2 separate regions of the Pan troglodytes genome follow, and region 2 is linked to region 1. The links are chromatin contacts, called in public HiChIP or PLAC-seq maps. All regions are on one chromosome and are shown on one strand. The core of a region is the stretch at or near the end of the contact, and the rest is flanking DNA. Distances in the headings are between cores, read along the strand shown.

Region 1 (6,432 bases), core at 2,061-4,560:
ATTTTTAGTAGAGACAGGGTTTCACCTTGTTACCCAGGATGGTCTCCATTTCCTGACCTCGTGATCCATCCACCTTGGCCTCCCAAAGTGCTGGGATTACAGGCATGAACCACTGCGCCCGGCCCTCCAATTTGATTTTATTAAAGCTTCAAGACAGAAAAGTACAGTGAGGCAAGAGGCCTTATAATTGGGGCTATAAGATGTTAAAAGATTTTCTTGGATGCAGTTTTAGTTAGTAATATGCTGCTAAAATAATTTTGCCACATTTGGAGTCCTCTTTCTTCAAGGGTGTTGGAATAGTTTGGCATATATATGATTAAAGGTTACTGTAGGTCATGTTCGATGGCACAGATAGGTTGACCTGAATTCCCAACTCTAATCCTAGACCTCTCATCATTTTCTGGAGAGAATGGAGACTTCAGTTATGAGTTGGGGAAAGCAAGAAAGACATTCAATATAAATAAACATATAAAGATATTTTCAGAAAGAGGCCAGGGCTATTAAGATGGTATAACGGGGTGATGGAATGATTAAGTAGGAAGATAGACTGGGTGATTAGAGCTAGTCTTTCTGAAGAGAGGTTACTGTGTTGGAGGCTGAAAGATCGAGGGGCGTGACTGCCCTCAGCATTCCTTCTGGGTGGCATACTCAGCTTGTCAGTTTGCCAACATTCTGCATTTATGAGAACAGTTTGCTGTTTACCCATACAGCCTCCAGTGGTATACTGAGTTGATCACGACCCTCAATCTTTCGGCTTTAACATTATTGTAGCTAAGACCCAAGTGACAGCAGGAGCCAGTCAAGTGAAGATCAGGGCGGAGCTATTGAGGCAGGGACACAGTACATAGGTCAGGCAAAACTCCCAGGCTGATAGCTTGTTGCGATTGCAGCAGAGGGTCAGGGCAGTGGTAGGAGATCTGGCCAGAAAAAAAAGGATCAAGGTCATTGTGGCTCAGGTGAAAGCAATGCAAACAATGACGTGTTTAAACAGAAGTCGAATCTGATTTACATTTTAAAAAGATCCTTCTGGGTATGGTAGCAAGAATGGACTGAGGAGCTAGAGAAGATGGAGACTGGATGAGGATGGTAGGGATGCAGCTGGAAAGAGGGACTGATACTGGGTCCCTCTGGAAGGCCCATTGTTGGGGTATACTAAGAAGGATGAGGAAAAGAGAAATCAAGAACTGGGTCATGAGCTTGAGCTCATGGGTAGACAGTGCTGCCAATTCTTGAGGGGGAATTAAGAAGGGGAGAAGAAGAGTTCTCCTTGTTAAATTTCAGATGCTTGTTTGACATTCAAGTAGGCACTTAGATATATAAAATCTGGAGATAAAATATAAATTGGGGAATTACATACAGATGTACCTCATTCTGTTTTTTTTTTTTTTTTTTTTCCTTGAGACAGAGTCTTGCTCTGGAGTTCTACTTGTTAAATTTCAGATGCTTGTTTGACATTCAAGTGGGCACTTAGATATATAAATCTGGAGATAAAATATAAATTGGGGAATTACATACAGATCTACCTCATGCTGTTTTTTTTTTTTTTCTTCTTGAGACAGAGTCTTGTTCTGTCGCCCAGGCTGGAGTGCAGTGGTGTGATCTTGGCTCACTCTGCCTCCCGGGTTCAAGCGATTCTCTAGCCTCAGCCTCCCGAGTAGCTGAGATTACAGGTGTGTGCCACCACGCCCGGCTAATTTTTGTATTTTTAGTACAGACGGGTTTCACCATGTTGCTCAAGCTGGTCTTGAACTCCTGAGCTCAAAGTGATCCGCCCACCTTGGCCTCCCAAAGTTCTGGGAATACAGGCGGGAGCCACTTCCCCCTACCTCATTCTGTTTTAAAATCTTCATAGCCTTGTGCCTTACTGATATATCATCAGCCATATAACAAATAGCTCCATCCAATGATAAACTAGGTGGATCCCAGTTTATAAAAAAATTATTACTACCTGTATTTCAAGCAATGTACAACTAAAATTTCTATACAATATCTTAGTGCCATTTGTGCACTATAACTTCAAGTTCAGTTCTAAAAGTAGAATTGCTGAGACTAAGAATATGTGCATTTTACATTTTTTTGCACTTTACATTTTGATAAAAATCTTTAGAAGTATTTGCATCCATCTATGCTTGCAGCAACTCTGATGCTTACATTCAGGCTAACACTTTCTGGTTTTGCAGATCTAGTTGTGAAAAAATGGTATCTTATTATTTCAATTTACATTTCTTAGGAGTGGGATTGGGTTTCTTCATATCTGCTAGCCATCTACCTTTGTTCTTCATGCATTCATTGATTTGATTTTGAAGTTTGTCCAGAGATTCCCTGTGTCCCCACAGGCGCCATTCGGGGTTCCTGTGCTAAGGCATGGACAAGGTGGTGAGCTCTCTGTTGGCAGGGACCTGGCGCTCTCATCCTGTGTCCTTAGCACCCGGCAGAGGTCCAAGAGGGCTCCTGGTCTGGGCTGGGAAGATGACCAACACGGCGTTGGGGGTTGAGGTGGGGGTTGGGGAACTGGGGTAGGTTGTGCAGAGGAAAAGGCCCAGGTGAGGGGTGGGGGAAGGGGAAGAAGGCTGGACAGATAATAAGGGCGTAGGAAAGACATCCAGATTTCACTGAGTGCAGGGCTTTTTAAAACTGATGTTAGAAAAACTTGATTTGCTGTTGTAAAAAACCATCTGTGTGAAGTAGAAATTGATATCAGTAACATGATAGAGAATACGTTCTAAAAAGTAAAGGTAGCTGGATGTAAAATTCTGGCAGCAGTTTAATATCCTAGATGGTTAGTTTGAGGCCAGCAACTAATGAGGATAAAAGCCTTCTCTATGGAAAATTTTGGACAATTATCTGGAGAAATATTACAGTGCGCATCAACCAAATTGAAATGTTTTCAAAAGTGTTGTAAAGTTTCATGTAGTAAAAAGGTTTTAGCCACATGCCCTTCAATTTCATGGCATCGAATATATAAACACAGAAGAGAGCATGCATGCAAGATATTTAACTCCCTTACATGATAATGCATGCGATTCAAAACTATCATGACGTCTAAGGCTCTCTGCAACTACGAGATGATTGATGTTAGGAAAAGCGTAGCCCCCCAGTATCAGCACAGGAAGCGGCCACCACCTCCTATGTGTTTTCCCTTTTTGCGTTTTTTCTTTTTTTAAATCAACTCTGCCGTTGTTGCTGCTGCTTAGCAAAACGGGTAAAAACAAAATTGCAATCACTGATGCATTACCCAGAGAATTCCCAAATTTCCTGTCGAGGAATCCCTCGGCCTCTCTCCAGAGTGCTTCCAAAAGTTGCAAAACTACGGAGGGCGTCTGGGCAGGCGCTGGCAACAGCACTCCGGAGTCCGAGCTCCCACCCAGAGGCCACGAGGTCGCAGAACAGCCGGATCGGGTGGAAGGGCCGCCCTTTTCTTCGTAGCCTCCAAGGGAGCTGGAACAAAAAAACGAAACCAAAACCTGCCTGCTCGCTCCTCTCCCCATCGCCTGCGTTCTGCTGGTTGTGGGCTTCCTGCGGCCGCTGAGGGCGCGTCTCCCCTCCGCCATGGCAAGTTGCTTTTGCTTTGAGTTTTGCGGTGCAGGTCCGTGCCTGTACCGTCGCCATGGTCCCCTAGAAGGGCGCGGAACCGGGCGCGACGGGCCAGGGTGCAGGGCTGCGCGGGAGGGGGCGGCGCGCGGAGGGGCCCCGGGGGCCCCGGAGAGCCGTCCACCCCGGCGGGCAAACTCAGGTCAGCCTCGCTGCACCCTTCCCAGGTGGCGGCATTGCGCGCCCCTGAAATTCACGTACGGCGGTGCAGTATGGGCCCGCTCCAGAGGCTCAGGACTAGGCTGTCACCTCCCACACCCACTGCCCAAGCGACGGGGACGCCGCCGTTCGTCGAGGAGCTGCTTCGCAGGCTGTTAGGGCTTAACTGTTGTCCTCCTACGCCTCGGGGGGAACAAAAGTGGATTGATTAGCCAGAAATGGAGGTCACAGCTGCCTTTTGAAAAGGGCTGGTAAGAACGATTCGAGCCAAGGACGCAAGTCAGGAAGACATCCTCATGTCTTATGTCTGCCTTGGTGCGAATTCTTGTCTTAGCAAATTCAAAATTTATCCTTCTGTGTTTTGTTTTGTTTCCATCAATCGCTTAAAAGCCTTGGCAAGGCCTTTAATTCCTGCTCTGAAATGCTAGAGTCCCGGAAATGCAAAAGCAAGTACGTTTTTGTTGACCTGGTGGCGGTAGAGGCGTCGTCATTGAAAATAAACAACTGATTTTGAGAAAATCAATATAAACAAATGCAGTCAATGAATCTTCTGTTTCTTCCCAATGCCTTACTTACAAAAGTAAAGTTTTGCTATATACTTTTTGCTTTCTGATAAGATGGCCAAGTCTGTTATAACATAATACTGATGCAAGGAAATGCGCCATCACGTTAGTATGTCTTGGCTAAAAGCTGCTCGTTTCAAAGTGCTTGAAAGGACTGTCTTTCTCTAGGACATTTCTTTATCTTAATCGTGGGTAGAAGAGATGAACAACCCTCATTATTCATAATTGACCTCAGTAAAATTATCTATGTTAGCCATACTTTCTCCAACCTATGAAAGGGAGTTAAGGACAAATATTGGCAAGTCATTGAAGTACTAATTCATTAGATGATTCATAGAAACTAGTTCTTACCAAACAAAATTTACACCTTTATGTTTTTTTCTTCTAAAAATACTGGTTCAGGGAGAAGTTTCTTTGATTTTACAGATAAATTACATGTAGACATTTGAATAAAGAAATATGGTATTAGTACTAATGAGGGCATAGAGCTGAAGTAAGATTTCCTGAGTTTAAATTGATTGCATGTTTTTCTTTGATATTGTTGGGGTGCAGAAAATGATCTCCCTGCCCGGCACGGTGGCTCACGCCTGTAATCCCAGCACTTTGGGAGGCGAAGGAGGGCGGATCACTTGAGGTCAGGAGTCTCTACTAAAAATACAAAAATTAGCTGGGCGTGATGGCACCCACCTGTAGTCTCAGCTACTGGGGAGGCTGAGGTGGGAGCATCACTTGAGCCCAGAAGGCGGAGGTTGCAAGGAGCCAAGATCACGCCATTGTTCTCCAGCCTGGGCAACAGAGCGAGGCGCCATCTAAAAAAAAAAAAAAAAAAAGACTTCGAGAGGCCGAGGGGGGCGGTCAGGAGTTCGAGACCAGCCTGGCCAACATGGTGAAACCCCGTCTCTACTAAAAATACAAAAATTAGTCGGGCATGATGGCTGATGCCTGTAGTCCCAGCTACTCAGGAGGCTGGGGCAGGAGAATTGCTTGAACCCGGGAGGTGGAGGTTGCAGTGAGCCAAGATTGCGCCATTGCACTCCAGCGTAGGTGACAGAGCTAGACTCCATTTCAAAACAAACAAACAAACAACAAGAAAAGAAAAAGATATCCCAAAAGAAATAAAAACAAATGCAGTGAGTGAATTTTCTATTTCTCCCTAGTGCTTCACTTAGAAAAATAAAGTTTTTCTTTATGCCTTTTTTGCTTTCTGATATGATGGCCCTGCCTTTATTCTTACATTGACAGGGTTGAGCATTTCTGTTTTTTTGTAACCATATTTAAATTTTCGATGTTTTTATTTTTATTTTTTTTGAGACAGAGTCTCACTCTGTCACCTAGGCTGGAGTGCAGTGGTGCGATCTTGGCTCACTGCAACCTCCACCTCCTGTGTTCAAGCCATTCTGGTTCCTCAGCCTCTGGAGTAGCTGGGATTACAGGCGCCTGCCTCCACTAATTTTTGTATTTTTAGTAGAGATGGGGTTTCACCATGTTGGCCAGGCTGATCTCGAACTCCTGACCTCAAGTGATCTGCCCACCTCATCTTCCCAAAGTGCTGGGATTACAGCCGTGAACTACTTGCACCTGGCCTTTTTTAAGACTTAGCAGGTTTGGTCTAAAAGTGAAAAACCGATAATAATGTAAACAGTAAATATTGTTTATAGCAGGTCCCAATAGTGTGCTATGATTACTTTTTCTCCTTTTGGTCCAGTGTTATGTGTATTTTTCCTTTTCCACTTCTAGGAAAATGTTCCCAGCAAATGGGTCAAATGGATTTTCTTTCTTTCTTCCTTTTTTTTTGGGGACGAAGTCTCCCTCTATTGCCCAGGCAGGCTGGAGTGCAGTGGTGCTCACTATAACCTCCACCTCCCAGGTTCAAGCCATTCTCCTGCCTCAGCCTCCCAAGTAGCTGGGACTACAGGCATGTGCCACCACGCCCAGCTAATTTTTGTAGTTTTAGTAGAGATGGGGTTTCACCATGTTGGCCAGGCTGGTCTCGAACTCCTGACCTTAGGTGATCTGCCCGCCTCAGCCTCCCAAAGTGCAGGGATTACAGGTGTGAGCCACCGTGCCTGGCCTGCATTCCATAATTTACTTAAAATCATGCAAGTACTTTAGTTTTCTT
Region 2 (5,983 bases), core at 2,422-4,921, 150 kb before region 1:
ATCCTAGCTGAACTCTGAACACGACATATAAACATGTTCTATTTTACCTGGTATGGTTCCTACTCTGAAAGAATTCAATTATCCTTCCATTGCTTAAAATTGCTTATCGTCCTATTATCAACCATGTGCATCCAAATAATTTCAGGTACAAATCCTATTTACAAACAATGCAACTTGACTCAAAATGTATGCAATAAGGCTGGGCACAATGGCCCAGGCTTACTTTGGGAGGCCAAGGTGGGCGGATCACCTGAGGTCGGCAGTTCGAGACCAGCCTGATCAACATGGAGAAACCCCCGTCTGTACTAAAAATACAAAAAAAAAGTAGCTGGGCGTAGTGGCACATGCCTGTAATCCCAGCTACTTGAGAGGCTGAGGCAGGAGAACGGCTTGAACCCAGGAGGTGTTCAAGCCATTGCACTCCAGCCTGGGCAACAAGAGCAAAACTCCGTCTCAAAAAAAAAAAAAAAGTATGCAATAGAATTCCTGATCCTATAAATACTCAATACACGAAAGTGCATGTCTTCACATCTAATTACTATAATATGGAATATGATAATGAAGAAAATGGAATAAACACTGATATTAAGTAACTAGCACACAATAAAGTTTCTGCTTACACAAAAAATGTTGATGACTGTGACACCACCAAGAGTAGGCAGTATCTCTGTTAATACTTCGCCAAAAATCACGTTAAAATGTACATGTCTGGATGAAACACTTGTTTAAAGGCACACGGCTGGGCACGGTGGCTCACACCTGTAATCCTAGCCCTTTGAGAGGCCAAGGCGGGTGGATCACCTGAGGTCAAGAGTTCAAGACCAGCCTGGTCAACATGGTGAAAGCCCGTCTCTACTAAAAAATATTAGCTGGGTGTGGAGGGAGCATGCCTGTAATCCCAGCTACTCAGGAGGCTGAGGCAGGAGAATCGCTTGAACCTGGGAGGCACAGGTTGCAGTGAGCTGAGATTGTGCCACTGCACTCCAGCACGGGCGACACAGCAAGACTCTGCCTCAAACAAACAAAAAGCACAAAAGCTGAGCATGGTGGCACCTACTTGTAATCTCAGCTACTAAGGAGGCTGAGGTGGGAGGATCGCTTGGACCCAGGAGTTCGAGACTGGCTTAGGCAACCTATCAAGACCCCCACCTCAATTTTAAAAATTAAAAACAAAAATAAAAGCACAAGAACAAGGTCATAATAAAAACAAACAAAAAAAATTAAAAAAAAAGAACAAGGTCATAAAAATGAGAACTCAAAGAAACTTTGGAGATAAAATTTCAACTTTTTCATTCTAAAAACAAGGAAATTTAAAAGATGTTAAGGATAGTCAGGAAGCCATTAAGTAGGCAAGTGAAGACAGGAACACAGGTCCACAGTATGATGTCAAACATCATTTCCCTAAAGCAAAAATGATAATGGTTGTAGCAAAAACTGAGGGTGAATGAGGAAAAAGAAATTAATGCTACCTAGACTAGACCAAAGACAATTGTAATTTTAGAAGCACTTACTTAGATGTAGAGTCCCAAAAGGAAAGAAAACAGATTAATCTCTGATCTCTGCTTTCAAGAGCACAAACTCAGATTCAAGTGCCCCTAGGCAACTTTAGGCAAATTAAATTAATTTCTTCACCTGCAAAGTGATCATTAAGAAATAATCTCATGGAACCATGGAGAGTTAAGTATAAAGCGTGTAAGGTAATTAAGAAAGTACCTGAGAAGCTTTAAGTAACAATAAAGAGTATTATAATCAGTATTATTGCTGTTATTTTAGATTCAAAGATTTTGAGTCAACTGGCAAAACTCTTAAAAACCACCAAAAGTGGCTGGACACAGTGGCTCACTCCTGTAATCCCAACACTTTGGGAGGCTGAGGCAGGCGGATCACCTGAGGTCGGGAGTTCGAGACCAGCCTGACCAACATGGAGAAACCCCTTCTCTACTAAAAATACAAAATTAGCCGGGGTGGTGGCGGATGCCTATAATCCCAACTATTCAGGAGGCTGAGGCAAGAGAATCGCTTGAACCCGAGAGGCGGAGGTTTCAGTGAGCCGAGCCCGAGCCTGAGCCATTGCACTCTCGCCTGGGCAACAAGAGCAAAACTACACCTCAAAACAAAAAAACAAAACCAAAAAAAACACAAAACTACCAAAAGTGAAAAACTGTTTAACAAACAGATACATACCTTTAAAACTTTGTACAGCCGAGGAAGTTTTTTCTCAATTTCTGTAATTACTTCTTTTCCTTCTTCTCCAGTCATACGACTTAAAAAGCAGGAAGAACACAAGTTTAAGTAGTTGACAGGAAAAAAAAAAATACTCCCAAAAATACATGTACAATCTTTTTAAAAATTACTTTCTAACTCTTGCAAATGAATTGACCCAGTAGGTAAGGTCCTTAAAGGTATACATAATATATAATGCAATATATATCAGAAATGAAAGTAGAAAAACCCTCAGAATAAGTTTTTACATCGAGTACATGCAAGTTGTGACAACCTGACTCCAAAAAGACAGAACAGGGATCCCTATCCCTAGTTACTAACGATTTGCTAAGCCTTTCCAAAGGGTTTTACAAAACTTTAGTACATTTCTATGAAAATTACTTTGAAGCATTTTGCAATTAATAAAAATCAGTGTATTGCTCTGTTAAAAAAACAACTCTGGGTAACCACATTTTCCCAACACATCGGAGGTTTACACTGAAGACCCCTCCTCCAACAACTACTTCCAACCGAAACTTTTAAAAATCCCTCGCTTGCAAAACACACGTGCATGCTCCCTCGTTCCAAACACACACCTCAAGCGCAGCAGCAGCAGTACCCGGGAACGTCACCTAGAATACATCTCCCCCGCCCCCCAAGGCGTCCGCGACTCGGGCGTCCTCACATTTGCTAGACTTCTAGAACTCACATTCATTCTACGCGCCCCTCCCAACCACCTTCTTTCTCCCCACTACAGAGCGCCCCCCTCTCCGCTACGCCCCGTGGCGGACCTCACCTGGTCAGAGTCAGGTAAGCGTCAGTCTGCCCTCCATGGGAGGCAGAAGGGTCTTCCAAAGTCTCCAACAGCGGCGCGAGGGGGCTCTGACCCCTGGCCGTCATGTCGGCCACCCTGAGGCCCGAACCGGAAGAGGAGAAAATCCAGTGACCGATGGAAACAGCCCCGCGGCGGCCCAGTGTGAGTCCGGCCCTCACACCCGCACGCCCGCCCCGGCCTCACAGCCACGCCGCGTCTGCACCCCAGGCCTCCGAATCACCAAACCCCAGCGCGAACCTCCTCCGGCGCCCGACACCAGGCACCTGAGCCCACGCCACGTTCGGGCCTGGGCCCGCTCCCGCCACCACTTTCCCGGGCAGCTTTCAACAGAGGGAGGAGATCGGCGGAGGGCGGGAGAAGCCCGGGGAACGAGGCATCTCGCCGCGAGGGGGCGGAGGGTGGGCAGACTGAGGGTTCCCCGCGGCCTACCACTGTCACCCCGATATTTATCCCACCTAGGAAGATCAGGACAGGGTTCTCTCCGCCTCTGCCCCTCAGCACCCAGACGCTGCCAGAGCTCGACTTTCCCGGCTCCGGCTGTTTACTCACGCGTGCGGCGCGCTCCCTCCTAGACCAAGATGGCGGCTGGGCGGGCCCAGGAGTGCGCGGGAGTAGGCTAGGCCTGGCGGGAGAAGTTCGAGCCAATCCAACAGTCAGCGGCGCACCGGAGTTATCGATCGCCTCCCTTCCCATCCCTTCCCTGCCCAGCTGCCGCGTCACGCCCCTCTGGTGAGCATCAGGTGGTGGTGTTTTGCCTAAGGCGAGAGACTTGAAATTCAAAATGTGAGTTAATTGCTCAGACTCACTAGACTGAACATAGTGGGCCCTCAGACTAAGTGTTCAAACTCCAAGTCCAGTGCTTGTTGAAGTTTTAGCAACAAATCAGTTAGCAAAAGGAGATAACTTACTGTTGGGTTTAAGACTAAGAGCTGGCCGGGCGCGGTGACTCACACCTTGTAATCCAAGCACTTTGGGAGGCCGAGTCTGAGGTCAGGAGTTCGAGACCAGCCTGGCCAACGCATGGTGAAACCCCGTCTCTACTTAAAAAAAACAAAAATACAAAAATTAGTTGGGTGTGGTGGCGCACGCCTGTAGTCCCAGCCACTTGGGAAGCTGAGGCAGGAGAATCGCTTAAACCCGGGAAGCGAAGGTTGCAGTGAGCCGAGATCACGCCACTGCACTCCAGCCTGAGCGACAGAGTAAGAGTAAGACTCCGTCTCTCAAAAAAAAAAAAAAAAAAAAAAGAAAGAAAGAAAGAAAGAAAGAAAGAAAAAGAAAAGAACTGTATCTCAAGCTGGTCTAGATTCCAGCTGGTCTAGGTTCCATGTGACTTTAGCAAGTTAATTAACCTATGCCTCAATTTCCTCCTCTATAAAATAGGGCTTTTAATAGGTGAAGTGAGAAAAGGTTGGAGAGGCCAATGGTTCTCAAGTCTTAAGCGTACATAACAATGGCCTGGGGATATTCGTTATTAAACTGCAGATTCCTGGGCCCCGCCCATATGCATTGTAATTCAGTAGATTTAGGTAGCTCCCGAGGATGTGCATTCTTCTGTTAGGCCCCTGGGGGGTTGAAGGGTGGGATTTGGCCAGGGCTTCTTCCCTAGAGAAACGTCAGTAAACACAATGACAGTCATTTCTCCTTATTGTGAATATGCTGCTCCTCCCCCCCCCCCCCCTTTTTTTGAGACGGAGCCTCGTTCTTTCGCCCAGGCTGGAGTGCAGTGGTGCGATCTCGGCTCACTGCAACCTCTGCCTCCCGGGTTCAAGCGAGTCTCTGACTCAGCCTCCCGAGCAGCTGGGATTACAGGCGCCCGCCACCACACCCGGCTAATTTTTGTACTTTTAGTAGAGACGGGGTTTCACCATCTTGGCCGTGCTGGTCTCGAGCTCCTGACCTCGTGATCCACCCGCCTCGGACACCCAAAGTGCTGGGATTACAGGCGTGAGCCACCGCGCCCGGTCTGCTTCTCCCCTTTTCATATGCCTTCGTGCACTCTCCACAACAGACAGGATTGCATTAACTCTAAATCAGACACATGAAGCGCAGCAGCAATGGAACTCTCCATCATGGGTTCCTGGCCCAGGATTTGAGCCCTCACTCACATGCGCTGCAACTCTCAGCTCTAGAAGTGGGATGTTGCTTTTTGCTCTTCTTTGTGTCATCTGCACTTAGCAAAATGACTGCCAAACGAAGCAGTCCATACATAGTATGCTTATATATATATATTTATTTATTTATATATATTTATATTTATTTACATATATTTATATATACACACACACATACATATATACATATACATATATATATATATATTTTTTTTTTTTTTTTTTTTTTTTTGAGACGGAGTCTCGCTCTATCACCCAGGCTGGAGCGCACTGACCTGATCTCAGCTCACTGCATCCTCCGCCTCCTGGGTTCAAGCGATTCCCCTGCCTCAGCCTCCCGAGTAGCTGGGATTCCAGGCATGCGCCACCACGCCCAGCTAATTTTTTGTATTTTAGTATAGACAGGTTTCACCATGTTGGCCAAGATGGTCTTGATCTCCTGACCTCATGATCAGCCCGCCTCGGCCTCCCAAAGTGCTGGGATTACAGACTTGAGCCACCACGCCGGGCTGTATGTGGTCTTTTTATTGCCTGCCTCTACCCATTCATTAGAACATAAATTCTGTGAGAACAGGGATTTTGCTTTATTTTTTCATAATTTCCCATTTATAATGAAAGGACTACGGTGGTCATGTTGCTTGTATTTCTTTCATATGTATGGTTCTTTGATCTTCCAAAAATGTTATGTTTTAAATTTTATTATTTTTAAAGACAAGGCCTTGCTCTGTCACCTGGGTTGGAGTGCAGTGGTGTGATTGTGACTTACTGCAGCCCTGAACTTCTTGGGCTCAAATGATCCTCCTGCCTCAGCCTTATAAAGTAGCTCAAAAATGTT

The links. HiChIP or PLAC-seq counts read pairs in DNA pulled down with a chosen protein or histone mark.
Region 2: an H3K4me3 HiChIP or PLAC-seq map of stem cell-derived excitatory neurons shows a contact between it and region 1, with 4 times the contacts expected there. The contact joins the promoter of RIF1 here to the promoter of RBM43 in region 1. A contact is called at or near these places in 3 of 7 Hi-C or Micro-C datasets (induced pluripotent stem cells and stem cell-derived neural progenitor cells) and 1 of 1 datasets of contacts at active chromatin or transcription factors (stem cell-derived excitatory neurons).

What each region holds. Positions count from the first base shown.
Region 1 is chr13:53,293,613-53,300,044 of NHGRI_mPanTro3-v2.0_pri, reverse strand. RBM43 (RNA binding motif protein 43) reads left to right here and starts at 3,310. Exons shown (of 4, transcript XM_525941.9): 1 at 3,310-3,552. The coding sequence starts at 3,550.
Region 2 is chr13:53,442,368-53,448,350 of NHGRI_mPanTro3-v2.0_pri, reverse strand. RIF1 (replication timing regulatory factor 1) reads right to left here and starts at 3,671. Exons shown (of 37, transcript XR_010150084.1): 1 at 3,493-3,671; 2 at 2,999-3,112; 3 at 2,185-2,263.